Regions from separate parts of the Zea mays genome. Here regions 1 and 3 are each linked to region 2. A link is a contact called in public Hi-C data. All regions are on one chromosome and are shown on one strand. Each heading gives the region's core, a stretch centred on a gene start, on an enhancer-like site or on the middle of the called end of the contact. The rest is flanking DNA. Distances are from core to core; before and after follow the strand shown. Region 1 has its middle 5.1 kb from the start of LOC103646592. Region 2 has its middle 62 kb from the start of LOC103646589. Region 3 holds the start of LOC100192731.

Evidence for each region. A called contact is a pair of places that touch in the nucleus more often than the background predicts.
Region 1: a Hi-C map of ear shows a contact between it and region 2, with 4 times the contacts expected there. The contact joins two enhancer-like sites. A contact is called at or near these places in 2 of 25 Hi-C or Micro-C datasets (ear and tassel).
Region 3: a Hi-C map of ear shows a contact between it and region 2, with 2.2 times the contacts expected there. The contact joins the promoter of LOC100192731 here to the enhancer-like site in region 2. A contact is called at or near these places in 2 of 25 Hi-C or Micro-C datasets (ear and tassel).

Annotation. Positions count from the first base shown.
Region 1 is chr2:75,077,740-75,082,318 of Zm-B73-REFERENCE-NAM-5.0, forward strand. No RefSeq gene overlaps it. Among protein-coding and RNA genes, the nearest start is that of LOC103646592, 5.1 kb to the right of the region's middle. Within about 2 kb of position 1,307, at least 19 of the 20 cell types and tissues checked have an H3K27ac peak or open chromatin away from gene starts, as enhancers often do. A contact at or near this core is called in ear, where this site is marked.
Region 2 is chr2:74,879,657-74,884,319 of Zm-B73-REFERENCE-NAM-5.0, forward strand. No RefSeq gene overlaps it. Among protein-coding and RNA genes, the nearest start is that of LOC103646589, 62 kb to the left of the region's middle. Within about 2 kb of position 2,670, at least 9 of the 20 cell types and tissues checked have an H3K27ac peak or open chromatin away from gene starts, as enhancers often do. A contact at or near this core is called in ear, where this site is marked.
Region 3 is chr2:75,042,183-75,046,931 of Zm-B73-REFERENCE-NAM-5.0, forward strand. It overlaps LOC100192731, which reads right to left and starts at 3,454. Exons shown (of 1, transcript NM_001137931.3): 1 at 2,239-3,454. The coding sequence starts at 3,060. The coding sequence ends at 2,335.

The DNA.
Region 1 (4,579 bases), core at 57-2,556, 200 kb after region 2:
ACAATAATGCACACATGTCACGCCATATGTGAAAACTGCAGAAGCTTATAGTATGTAATGGCAAGCCAGGTATGTAATGGCAAGCCAGGAGCAAAGACAAACAAGCAAGAGATAAACAAGGTTGACATGGAAAACAAGAAGTTATATGTTTCGTCATTGTCTAGAAGCTATATAGTTATTGAGATGATTGAAACTACCTTGGCAGCAACAAATGCATATCAATCTATGTTACTAAACATTAATTCAGAATTACAAATGGTGACCCTCAATTTAGTTACTTGACATCTGACCCTAATTGGGAGGTCTTCTTTGATCATTTTCCATCCTTTTGGGTATGTGGCTTCATCCATTGTGAGTTCTGGTCAACTTGTGCAGTACTATAAGCAAAGCTCTTCTTGCCAACACTCTAACAATTCAATACTTTTTCAGCATAACATAGTAAAAGAGTGCCATACAAAATAACCGCTTCTTTGGTCTGAACCATAGAAGCTTTGTGGAACCTTGTGCACACAAGCAGCATACAAAACATCAGCTTCTATGGTTTCAATCTAATACCAGCATAGAAGTTGTTGTATACAAAACATATTTTAGGTTTCCACAAAGCAATATGCACATCATACACAATAGGTTTCAGGTTACCAAAAACTCAAAAAGCAACATGCACAACATTCAAAACAGTTTTCGGGTTTCAGGTTACCAAAAATACTATAAACAGGTCTCATACCAGCTTACACATGTGTAGCACCTCAAAATCTCATTCTGATATTTGGTAGGATTCTCCATAAGTTAGCATTAGAATATCTTTTAATAAGAATTTCTCTTACCTTTAAGGATACATCTCCTAGAATAAATATGTTTGCTAACAAAAAAAAATGAAAGAATCACTATATGAATTTAGCCATCCCTTTTGTTTAACTATATATTTAAGTTAAAAAAATCTCTTAATAAAAAATATACTCTAGGATTTATTATTCTCAAAGTAACTATTTTTGGTATGACTTGCACATTTTAAAACCTTTGCTTAGCTAAGGTAATAAATAAATAAAACTAAATTTTGAATCCATGCCGAGATTTTGGTTTGTGCATTTAAATAGGCTTGAAGTTTGAACTCCATTTAAATACAATTCAAAATTTAAATTTAAACTTGAATTGAAATTAGGAAAATGAAAACAGAAAAATAAGTAAGGGAAATTGGCACTTGGGCTGGTTTCCCCCCTCTTTGGCCCACTCCTCACTTCCCTTCCGTCACCCTAGGCCCATATGACCGCATCCACCGTGCCGGCCCAACTTAAACCGAGTCGCCCACGCTCGTGCGACGCCGACCTAGGGGCCCTCGGTGGTCAGCCTCTCTTCCTTGTGTTCACATGTGATAGTGTCTCTAAGAGGTGGGGCCGCCTCGTCAGCTCCATCTCTATCGCAACAAACCCAGCCGAGTAGTTACAATCCGAACACAGAGATCACGAAGGGGAAGATTCGATCCGGGCACCATAGTCTGATGTTGTTTGCCACCAGGCCAAGGCGTGAGGATATAAACTCGTGGTCGTCGCACCCCCGTTGAGAATTCTACAGCTTATCCCCTTGCTTCCACGACGAACCGCAGAGAGGGCACCACCGTAAGCGGAACCAGGGAGCGTCGTTATCAGAGGTTGAGCAAGTAGGTCTGGGAGATTCTTCAGGAGCCATGGATCATGGCTATGGGTCTATGGAGCCAGAGGAGCGTGTGGCTATCAATCAATTGCTCACCGGAGTCAGGAGATCATGTTAACAACTCACTACTAGTGTGTATTGATTAAACTCAACATTAGCCATTACAGAGAATTATAGTCTAGAAGGAAGAACAACATGAGGATTAAGGATAGGAGAAGAATGCTGAATCCACTCTAGAAGGGTCTAGAAGAACCTAGAGAGGAAGGTAGAGGATACATGGAAAAGAGGAAAATGGAGAAGGGAGATGAACAACAGTATTCTGATATTCAATGCGTCATCCTGGTGACCGCACTGGCCCCGAACACCGCCCCGCTGAGGACGAGGCCGTGGCAGAGCAAGTGGATGGAACCCTGTCCTGGATCTCCATGTGCTCGACTCAGGTCACCTTGGAGGAGCCGTCGGCCATGTCGATGATGAGGCATCCCGATGGGAGGCAGCACGAGCGCGACAGGGGGGCGCTGAACCTTGCGTCGATGTGCACGTCGAGGCCACAGAACGAGCCATCTGGCTTGGCAAAGATGCTGTCGTACGTGTTGACATTGAGCACCTCGTGATCGCCAATCTTCACCCACAAGTGCTCGCTGGCCTGCGCCATCCTAATGAGCTCATCCATGGCGTGCTCAGTGAGGCCGAGCCCTAGAGTCGAACAAATGGTGAGCGCCTCCATGTAGTTGGGCAGTTGGCGCTGGGAACGTCGTGGAGGGCCGACTCCGGAAACGATGTCTCCATGTAGTCTGGCAGATCAATGTTGATGATAGGCTTGTCCTGCGAGGGCATGCACTTGTTGGCCTCCTCTCTGTCCTTGGAGACGACGGAGCCAATAAGGTCAAAGTTGGGCCCGTTGCTGAGGAAGGCCATGTGGTCGAGGTAGAAACCGTTAAACCGAGCGGCGAAGGCTGGGACGTAGGAGTTGACCGCGACTGGGGTGTGCTTCTCGCTGGTGCGGCGAAGGGCACGACGCCGTCGACGATTCTGGCTACGCACGCATCGGCGACAAGCACATGTGCCGCGAGCGCGACCTCTCGCCCCGCATCGGTCCTCCCTGGCTCCTATCTCCATGGAGCTCCGCATGCTCGGCCTCTTCCCGTTCTAGATCGCGTGCCTCGCGCAGATCGCTGGTCGCTACTTCCTCTGCTGTAACTTCATCTCTGAGGTATGGTTCTGGCTCCCGCTTCACATTCCACCGAGAAAACCTTCTATCCCACTTCGCGCTCTTCTCATAGAAAAGTCTGCCAATCTCATCGAGGAGAAACTTGAGGGCAGCAGGATCCATGGAACTTGACCGAGAATTGACTCCTCTGATACCAATTGTTAACAACTCACTACTAGTGTGTATTTATTAAACTCAACAGCAGTGATTACAAATAATTATAGTCCGAAAAGGAAGAACAACATGAGGATTAAGGATAGGAGAAGAATGCTGAAGCCACTCTAGAAGGGTTTAGAAGAACCTAGAGAGGAAGGTAGAGGATACATGGGAGAGAGGAAAGTGGAGAAGGGAGATGAACAACAATATTCTGATATTCGATGCATCATCCTGGTGACCGCACTGCTCCTTTGTAGTGTTTCCCTTAGCACATGGCCGACATGGGTCGTCACATTCCCTAACAGATCGCCGCCTGCCCGCCTACGCTGTGGGTTAGGGGTGTCGTGACACAATTCGCAGGTAAGAACCTCTCCTCTGAGTCTATCGTGTGCCTAGCTACGTATAGAGCATGTTAGAACTGGGGAAGGGTCACTAGAGGGCTGAACCACCGCTCTCCGTCGTGGTCGCCGCTGCGGCTGGCAAGCGCCACCTCTTGGGTCGCTGCGCCTGAGGAGGGAATGCTCCGGGCCGTTGATTCTAGAGCAAACGATCCAGATTAGGTCTATCTCATACCCCATCATGTATTAAATCGTACCTGCAGATCTGTGATCGGATGGTTCTGTGGGATCCTTGTCGCTGACCGTGGACCTCGTGATGTGTGGCTAGGGTTAGCAGTACCTCTTCGGCTTGATCTAATCTAGGCCACAGAGTTTGGATCTAGTGACCTAGAAGTAACCGTACACCTTCGCCATGGCATTTTTAATTAAGAGCCCATGAGGTTTCGAGTAATAAACCCGCAGTCCTGCAATGTCTAAAGAATGTTACCAATAGGTCCTGTTTTTAGCGTTTTAACCCTGAACTTCTAGTTATTAATGGCCGTCGTCCTTTCTAGGTAAAATAAATTAAGGAAAATCATGGAAAATATCTGATAATCGATTTTAGGTATAAAAATAATATCAAAATGACCTAGAACTTAGAAAAGTCATAAGTAATTCATTTTAAATCCGATTTTAGTAGTTTTTGAATCTACGATCTCATAGCGACGCATAGAATATTCCTATACAGTTTATTTCCATGTTTGGTGTAATATTATTTGTATCCATTATTTGCTTATTTGCATGTATTGCTACGAATAAAAGCGAGGTCACGAGGAACCTGAATCCCAACTTTGGGGAAGCACCTGAAATCATAAGTAAAAGACAAGTTGTGTCCTTGATCACATTCTTTGATCTAATAATATTTATGATTCTGTAATCACCATGGCACAGTTAGGTTAATTTGATGGGACCTAATAGGTTACCTAGTTTTGTTTACCCTACACCTTGCATACAAATGAATTATTTGGTAGCCTTGCTATTGCTCTACCTGATTTTGAGATTTATATTATATATGAATCATGATGCCTTATTCCTAATGTTGACTGTTTATGAATTATTTATTGTTCATGATAAGATCTTTTTTTAATTGGAACATGGAGCTTAACCCGGAAAAACAGTGCTACCACAAGAGTGGATTGGGACGCCCTTGACCAACTATTTAGGAAAGCTAGTGTGCGATTACCTTACC
Region 2 (4,663 bases), core at 1,420-3,919:
CGGGTGCGGCCTTTGAAGCTCAACGAGGTGGGCACGGCTTTCATCATTCGAGCGCGGACGTGGGGGCGAGGATTGTGGTGCACATCCGCGAGGTTGGCGAGGATGACGGGATGCGGGGAGGAGTATGGAAGGGGTGGGCTAGGATGGAAGGGAGGCGGGGGAGGAGGATGGCGGTCGGGTTTGCCGGCAGGGATCACGGTCGGAGGGCGAGGGAAGGGGGCCACGGAGGCAGGGGCTGGCGGGCGTGGAGGGCAAAACCGTGCACCGTGTGGACGCCTACACTACTGTTTTAAGAAGTAGTATAGATTGTATATTGAATCTAAGTAATTGTTCCATTTACCAAAAAAACTTTTAAAACTAAAATTATTGAAAAAATATTTATGGTCAACAATCATGTTTTTAACAAATTTATATATAAATATATATTACATACATACACATATAGAATGAGATGAGAGGGGCACCAAGTTAGTTTTGGTTCAAAGCCCCTAAAATGTAAGACCGACCCTGGCCATCCCTGACGCCGTCATCAAAGGGGCTCACCTAGCCGGCTGCTTCTTCATGGTTGGACTTGTGCCGCCATCAGAGGGCTCAACCCAACACCATTGCACTACTTCTCTCGGCTGGACTTGCACCGCTGACAAGAAGGTGGTGCAACCGTTAGGACTTGATCTAAGTTGCACCATCGGCAAGGAGCCCTCGATCTTTCTTTGTACAAGACAAGGAAGAAAAAAAATCACGCTAAGGTGCAACCGTTAGGCTGTGTCCAACAAGGTCCGCTAAATGGATCTATCCGCTATATTTAGCGCTCTATACGTCCGCTACGGCGTCCAGCAACGTCCAGTAAATAATTCGGTATAATAGAGGACCACGACCGTACACGCTAAATCTAGAGACTTCTCGTGCGTCCGCTATCTGCCTTGGCCCCTCTTTCGGGCAGCTTCTTGTCGCTGTTGGTGAGGCCACTGGTCCTACTGTGCCCCTTCCTCCACGCCGGCTGCTGCAAATAGGAAGGAAGTCGATTCCATGGTGGCAGTGAGGCGCCCAAGCGGCTCTTGCTGGCGGGTGATTTTTATTCCATTTCCTCCCTCGGCCTAGTTTATTTGCTTGGCTGGAATCCGATGACCGTCTTGTTAGAGTTAACGTTGCACTTAGCTAATATAATATACAATATTTGAAGTTGATAATTTGTATTAGTATAGTTTATAAAATATAGAGAATAAGATATAGAGGACGTTGCTGGAGACTGAGAAAATATAGAGAACATAATCTTTTAGAGTGTGTTGTAAAGGACATAAAATATTTCTTTAGGGGATGGAATTTAGGGGACCTTTCTAGAGACAGTCTAAGCCCAGACATAGGGAGGAGACTTCTCACGATCGAAGGTCCGGATACGGACACAAGGAGGAGTCCCGCATAGGAAGGACACAAAAGAGGGAAACGATGAATTATTCAAACAGAGTATTCTTTGTTTAGGTTTCTTATACCCCTTCTCAAGACACACGCAAGTATCATAATTTATACCTCTCACTTAGGCCTTATTTGTTTCCTTACATGCACAACAACAACAGTAAGCATTTTCAGCGATAAGGCTCTGGCCACCAAAAATAATGGTTATTTTCGGCGCTCTGCAATTGCCGCCAAAAATAGCCTTGCTTTCGACAGCCACTGACACAGCCGCCAAAAATAACCGCTATTTTCGACGGCCAACCTAAGACCGTCTAAAATTAACGGTTTAAAAATCCTTTTACCCCTTTCTCTCTCTGCCCGACCGCGCGCCCCTGCCTCTGTCCCGACCGCGCACCCCTTTATCTCTCTGCGTCGACCGCCGCCGCCGCCCTCGCCTCGCCCGGCTGTGAAGTCGCCTGCTGCCGCTGACACACACCGTCACCGATAGATTATGATGTATTTGTGATGGAATTGTGAGTTTGTGGTAGATTATAATGGATTTGTAAGGTATTTTGGTGGACTGTGATGTATTTTGTGAGGAATTGTGGTGAATTGTGATATTTTGTGTTGAATGTGTGTAATTCTGAAATTTTGTTGCTGTCATAACATTGTGATTATATTGTTGTCGTTGAAATTGTTGTGATTTTACATTTTTTCATATTTTTCTCTGAAATTACTTATTTTCGGTGGACATGTCTAGGCCGCCAAAAATAAATCTGTATAGTTTTTGGCGGCTGTAGTTAGACCGATGAAAATCACAAGTTTTTTTCGGCGTCCGAGTAAAACCTTCGAAAATAACTTATTTTCGGTGGCCTCAGCGTGGCCGCCGAAAATAGAAACTATTTTTTAGCCGACCAGAAGGCGCCGAAAATAGGCCATATACCACCGAAAATAAACGCCGCCGAAAATAATCGTCTGTCCTATAGTAATGATTATGTACTCTAGCTTGTAGATTATTTAGGTACCTAATGAACTGCTTATGAATTATCATAATTTAGGCATCTAGATTATATACTCCACCTAATCCTAATATTCTATGATGTTTGTTTGGTTTTTAACTTAAGCTAGATTATATAATCTTGAGGTAGATAAACAAGCCCTTAGTCACAGACTACCCACACAACCATACGTTATTAACGCGAGTATTAACGCGACGCACACGCTGGCATGCCCAAGATACTACACCTCGTCCTGCAGCACGTCAGGCAATGCAGGTGGGCTAACAAGTCCGCTCGTGCTCGGAAGAGAGATGAGATATGGGCTGGGCTGACGATGCCTCGAAAACGGCTCACGAAAAGTTTAGCTTTTCTTTTAGGTTATATGAACCTCGTTGTGTGCTCGGGTTTGACATATTAAGGGTCTGTTTGGAGAGGAGCCTACGGCGCCGCAGCCCGCCACACCTGCGGCGGCCGATTTGGGCGCCACACCCGCGGCAGCCGGAGGGTGGCGTGGTGTGGCGCCCGAGCCAGCCCACCAAACAGGCCCTAAGTATTAACAGAGGCAGATCTTTTATGAGGCTAGTTTTTATATTAATCAACTTACATAAATGACATTTTTTGAACCGCCTCATAAAATAGATTGTGTACCTCTGAATTTCTTTTAAACGTCTAGAATTTTTGGGAGACACTTAGTTTTTTGTTCTCCTCAAAATAATAGTGGCATGTATTCTAAAATTATTTTTTTAGTAGAGGGACTTAATATAAGTAGGTACTAGTTAGTTGTCCCTGAGTTACTACGGTTTCTATATTCATAATATTTATAATATATATTTTTTGTATAGCACAAATGAATATGAGCTCGAGTTCGAGTGGTTAGAAGCTCAGTCTTACCTTGGAAAGGAGAAGTGGCCTGAGCATGTGCGGCCAGTTCGACCGTACAGGGTCCATGAATTTGTGGAGGCCCCAAAAAAGTTTCCCTAATACCTACCGCTATTGGTCTGCTCTGCTAGTTGACTTTTCCAGGCAGCGGGCGTGACAGCGTGAGTCCCTTGTTCCCAATTCCTGTTGCACGACTGCAGACTGCTCCTCTTCTCTCAAATCTCAATTTCCAGTTTTCTACTGACCTGACCTGTCGTGTCTAGATGTTGTTGGATGCTGGCTACTTGGCTCCTCCTCCCAAGTCCCAAGATGCTGAATCGCTGATCCAGTGATCCTCCAAAATTCCATTTCGCCTGCAGGTAATTGCCCAAGACAATCTATTCATTTACTATGTCTACGCGTATAGCAATTTGTTTTTATTTTTGTTTACATGACATCCTATATATATTCCTGTGTTTATTGAACAGTGCATCAAAGTCATGTCTTCTAGTCAAATCCAATTAGAAAACATGATTCAGGCTATCAAAAACGTAAGAAGAAACAAAGAATTGAAAATTTAACTCAATCTATGAAAGGATCTATGGATAGGTTTGTTCTAAAAGAATCACAAGTGTCATCTGCCAATCAGACCCTTGAGCAAGATCCTATAATTGATATTGATAATGTTGTTGACATTAACGATGGTCCTAGAGATGATCAAACTGAGATAGAAAATAATTTTGAGGTTGCAGTGTTGGATCTTTTATGGGCTTGGTCCATTTATTGAATAAACTCTATGGTGTGTAATGGTGGAGAATACCAATAGTACCACATTGGAAGTCCAAGGGTCTTTTGCCTTGACTTATATGGTGGGATTTATTCCACTTAACTTGAGAAGTCAAGAAATGGACAAGGACGTGCCACTTGTGTTAATTTTTAGCACTCACTAACCGCGTACGTCAGCCGAGTGACCCTTCTCCTTCAGCTGCCGACTCATGGCGTGACTCGGCGAGAGCTGGCCGACTCATGGCATAACTCGGCTAGAGCTGGCCGACTCTTGGCGTGACTTGGCGACTTTTCTCCTTCAGCTTCCCTCTGCGAGAGGTTAAATAGAGGAGCACCCCTGTCACTCGGTACACGCGAGCACTTTCAGAATCACAGTTCAGCCGCCGAGTGAGGGTATTTCCATCTCGTGGCTCTACGCGCACAGAGAGGCGAGAGGGCAGGTGCCTCCGAAGTCCTTGCCGTTCGAGACCCTGCTCGGGGGATCGGCAATTAGGTTTTTGGGAGCGCCTTCGCGACTGCCCAACGTCTGTCGTTGTCTTCATCGCTGGTTCCTGGCGTCTTCATCTCGATCGGATGACAAGAGAAGTTGGACAAGGATCAGGATCCTCGGAACGCATGGGAGGGTATGATCA
Region 3 (4,749 bases), core at 2,204-4,703, 160 kb after region 2:
CTGGCAAGTGAAAAGAGTAACCGGCGGCGGTAGTGTGCGTGAGCGATTCGGTTCTAGCCGGCCTCCATCAGAACATAACGTACAGCTAAAGAGACTGCTTCATCCACTGCGTCACAACAGCTAGTCACTGCCGAGTTTATTATTAAAAAACCGGCGATAATAGATCCATAACGAATATCTCAGTTTTTATATGATCGATTATGTTTCCAGAGCTCCCTGCTTCAGCCGAGGGGGCTAATTAGCAACAAAGCTCTGCGACTGCGGGTTTCATGTGTCGTACGTGTTCGTGCACATGTTTTTTTTTTCTTCTATTTCTGAGCGTATAAGAAATTGCCAGCATGCCATAGTAAAGTAGCAACGTGACAAACCTCGCTTGCTCCGCGACTTCTTCGTTTTGCAACAAATTAAACATGCGACGATATAAATGTTTTTTTCTTCTTCTTTTGAAAAGGAACCCCCCCCCCAAAAAAAATATAAATACACGATGAACGCCGCGTCCTCGCACGCGCGTAATTGCCAAGAACGAACCAAACAAGCAAGGACACCCCTATCAAAAAGAAAAGAAAGATCTGTTCAGTGCCAACTGTTGCGCACGAGATGGGATGAAACCGGCCGGAGCGTCGGCAACCACGGTTAACGTACGCCAAACCGTTTAGACGCTAAAAACCGGAGGTTGGCGGTAACGAACAAACGCTCGCAAAACTACCAATAACGAGCGATTTCCTTTTCAAATTCATTTCTTAACCTTCGACCCCTTAGATCGGTTTTATCAGTTCAGTCATATAGTCATTCACAGTGTAGACTGCGTTGTTCACAGATTTCCTTTTTTTCTTTGATGCAATAGATATACTTTGATACAAAATCTAATTTCAAAGTAAGGTAAACCCTTATCTTATAGGAAATGGTTCGAAAAATCGTTATTCCACCTTTTAGGTTTAGGTCTCATGAAAAGTAATACCTATGAAGATCGTGCATTTCAGTCACATTCAAATCGTGCATTTCGGTTTTGATACAAAGATTGGAGAAAGGAGATCTAAGAGGGACATATGGAGAATGTGGTTAGAAGTCCATAATAGAGTCCAACCACAACGACGGAATTAATTAACCTCACCGAGAAATGTAGACTACTTTAAACTACTTAAATAGAAAAGATTTGAAAATCATGGCATGTGTCTTCGATGGATCGTACCATTCGAGCCTTGCTTTTCTCGGCGGTCCGGAGAAAGCAGTAATCAATAGGGCTTCCCTAATCCTCCCTTCCTGGAGGCACCGGCTGGGAGATTGGATCTAGCCAAAAGAGGAATGCTTTAAAAAAATGGTAACCTGCCAGTAAACCGCTAAAACCCACTGAGAAACCAGAAACCAGTTTTCCTGATTGAGAAACCGATTTTCAAATTTGTCGACCGGTTTGCATTTCAAATGTAAGTAAAATGGTTTATCGGTTTTCTCAGCGACAAACCATTGCTTTTTACATGTTTTCATTGTGTTTTTACCGGCTTCATTTTTTATTTTTTTTCAAACTTTTTAAATTTTAGACGAGTTTAAAAAACACATCACTCGAAAAAAACTATTACCGGCCGGTCCGGTCCAATAGCGGGAAACCGGACCGGGTTTCGCCAGTTTTGGAGCGGATCTGTAATCCTTGACGGTGATCCCATATGGCTGGGCGTTTGGCTACAGCGTAGCTGGACCATGCATGCATGATGCCACACCCCCCATCCCCCAAGCTCCTTTTATTTTTCTGAGAGCGCAAAGCGCGCGCGCAGACACGACGCATCCATCAACTTTTACTCTCCGTACTAGCCAGCTTAATTTGCATGCATGCATGCGTGCGTGCGTGCCCACCGCCTTTGATCACCTGTTGTTACGGCTGCTTTCGCTTTCTCGCTAACCTTTGGCGCGCCCGGCATCATATTTTCCTCTGTTCTCGCGCCCATTCCATTCCTTAACCCGGGGGGATATCCACCCCGTGTCGTGCGGTGTTAAACCGGTTGCTTTTGGTTCCAGAGTAACCCTGAAGCTTCTAGCAGCACATGCATGCAAACACACAAAGCCCACCACTTGCTGAGTGCTGACCTCCTCCTGGCTGCAGGCTCCAGAATCCAGATATCCTCCTCCTCGACCCTGCCCCTGTGCCCTAGCTCCATTCCTGCCCCTCAAGATGAGGGCTTGTGCCCAGCCGACCTCTATATATACCCACGGCGTCCCACAGGCCAAACTCCATGTCCAACCATCCAACAACACACTCCAATCGTCGCTAGCCGGCCAGTACTGTCCGTCACATACACACACACTGACACCACCATCCACAAGAATCTCTCCACGCTACAGCCGCTACATACTGCAGCTGCAAGCTAGCGAGGCAAGTGTGTAACAACTAAGATGAAGGGCAAGGCGTCGAGGTTCCTGAAGCAGATGGTGTCGACCATCGTGGCGGTAGTCAAGGCCAAGTCCACGGCGGTGCGCGTCAAGACCAGCGCCCTCAAGACGCGCCTCCTCATCTTCGGCATCCTCCGCAACAAGAAGCTGCTCGTCACCGCCATCAACCACAAGATCCACGCCATCATGGGGCAGCAGCAGGAAGCAGCAGACAACGGCGCCGGCAAGCAGCAGCGCGACAGCAGCGACGAAGACGGCGGCGGCGGCGGCGGCAGGAATAAGGCCATCGTGCTCTACAAGCCCCCCAGCTACAGCTTCTCCGCGGAGCTGGGCGCCCACGAGGCGGAGCCGCCGCCGCAGGAGGAGGAGGAGGAGGACAGCGACGACTACCTCACCCACTCGCTGTTCGCCGACGAGGACGACGAGCTGGTCAACGCGCCGGGCTCGGTCATCGACGTCATGCGCGACGCCAGGGCGCGGGAGGCCGGCGACGGCAACGCCGCCGAGTTCAGCCTCGAGGACGAGATCGACCACGTCGCCGACGTCTTCATCCGCCGCATCCACCGCCAGCTCAAGCTGCAGAAGCTCGACTCCTTCAAGCGCTTCTGCGAGATGCTCGAGAGGAGCACCGCCTGACGCCCATGGCCACCGCATCGTGCATGCATCTTCATTCACATCCATCGTCCATCCGTGCTGCCAAGTGCCAACTAATGAATTAACCAGCAACACTTAATTAAGAGGTAGTGTGCATGGTGAAACAAAAATTATTAACATGGCTTCTAGCTGCTACTGCTACTGCTACTAGCAATTTTTGCCTCTCTGGTCTGGTCTGCCAAGGCTACCGCTGCTGTATGAATAACTTGGAGATCGACCGAAAAATTACATGCATGTAAGTAGAAGGGGTTAATAAAGGTGGTATGCAGACGAAGATGCTTTTCTTGAACTAGGGTTTAAGTAGCTAGAAATGGATGGGAACTGTACTTTAAGTAATTATGTTCTTTGTTCTTTGGGGAACATTGTTCTTGTGCTTAACCTTCAATAAAGAGGTAAAAGAAGAGTACGTGGATTGGACATCAGGCTTTGATCCGTACCGACTTCTATAATTTTATACTGTTTTGTCTTTATAGATTACATAGATTACACAACTACAACAGTCCGAACAGTTGGCTTGGCATTAAACTCAAACGAACAACTCGATTCTTAAGATACATCGTGTGTGTCTTTGTCACACATAGCTCAGCATATATGGATTTCTTTCGGAAAGGCCAGCTAAATATCATATCTAGGCTTTTTAGGCAACGAAGATTCTTATTACATCATAATAAAATTGAAATTATTTTGTTCTTTATGTACTAAAAATGATTTTCAAAACACAAAGACGCCCCATAAAATAAACCGTCTTTAAAGATAAGTTATAGAGGTAGCTCTAACCCCGGCCGTCTCTATAAATTTATCTCTATAGGTGACTATTATCACTACCGGAATTCGGCTCTTTGCCAAGTACAAAATGATTTGCCGAGTGTTTTTCTTTCGGGCACTCGACAAAAAAGCTCTTTGCCGAGTGCCAAGTAAAAAACTCTCGGTAAAAAAACACTCGGCAAAGAAACTCTTTGTCAAGTATTTTTATTTTTGACGCTCGGCAAAGAGTTTCTTTGCCGAGTGTTTTTTTAACACTAGTTAAAGAGCTTCTTTCCCAATTGTTTTTTTGACATTAGGCAAAGAGCTTCTTTGCCAAGTGTTTTTTTCAACACTAGGCAAAGATAGTTTAAAAATCATATTTTGAAGCGGTAAATTAATTTCAAATGAAAAGTTTTCAATTACAAATTTGTATAACTCATCAAGATATATAATTTATATTTGATCATTTCTTCATATGACAAAATAAAAGTAAATTTGTTAATAAAACATATTTCTCTCGTAGTTTATGAAACAACAAGAGAGATATACAAGATTTGTGAATAATGTTAGAACCATCATGTGGATGAACAAATAACCAAATAAACAAAATAAACTTTGTAGATCTTGAGAAGTTATAGAATTTTATTGTTGGCAACTTTTTCATTTGAAGTCATCTTGTCAACAAAAACTACATCTGAATTTAACAAATTTTAATTTTGAAAACGACCTCGAATGGAAAAACCACCAACATGAAAGTTATAGGTTTTGAAAAGTTATGAAACTTTATAGTTGATAGTGTTTTGGTTTGAAATTACCTTGTCATGCAAAACTATGTTTGAATTTTAAATTTTGGATTTTTCAAACTACATCGGATGGAAAAAACACTAAAATAAAAGTTGTAGGTCTTGAAATGTAATGAAACTTTGTAATTGACAAATTTTTAATTTGAAATCATCTTATCATAAAAAAATT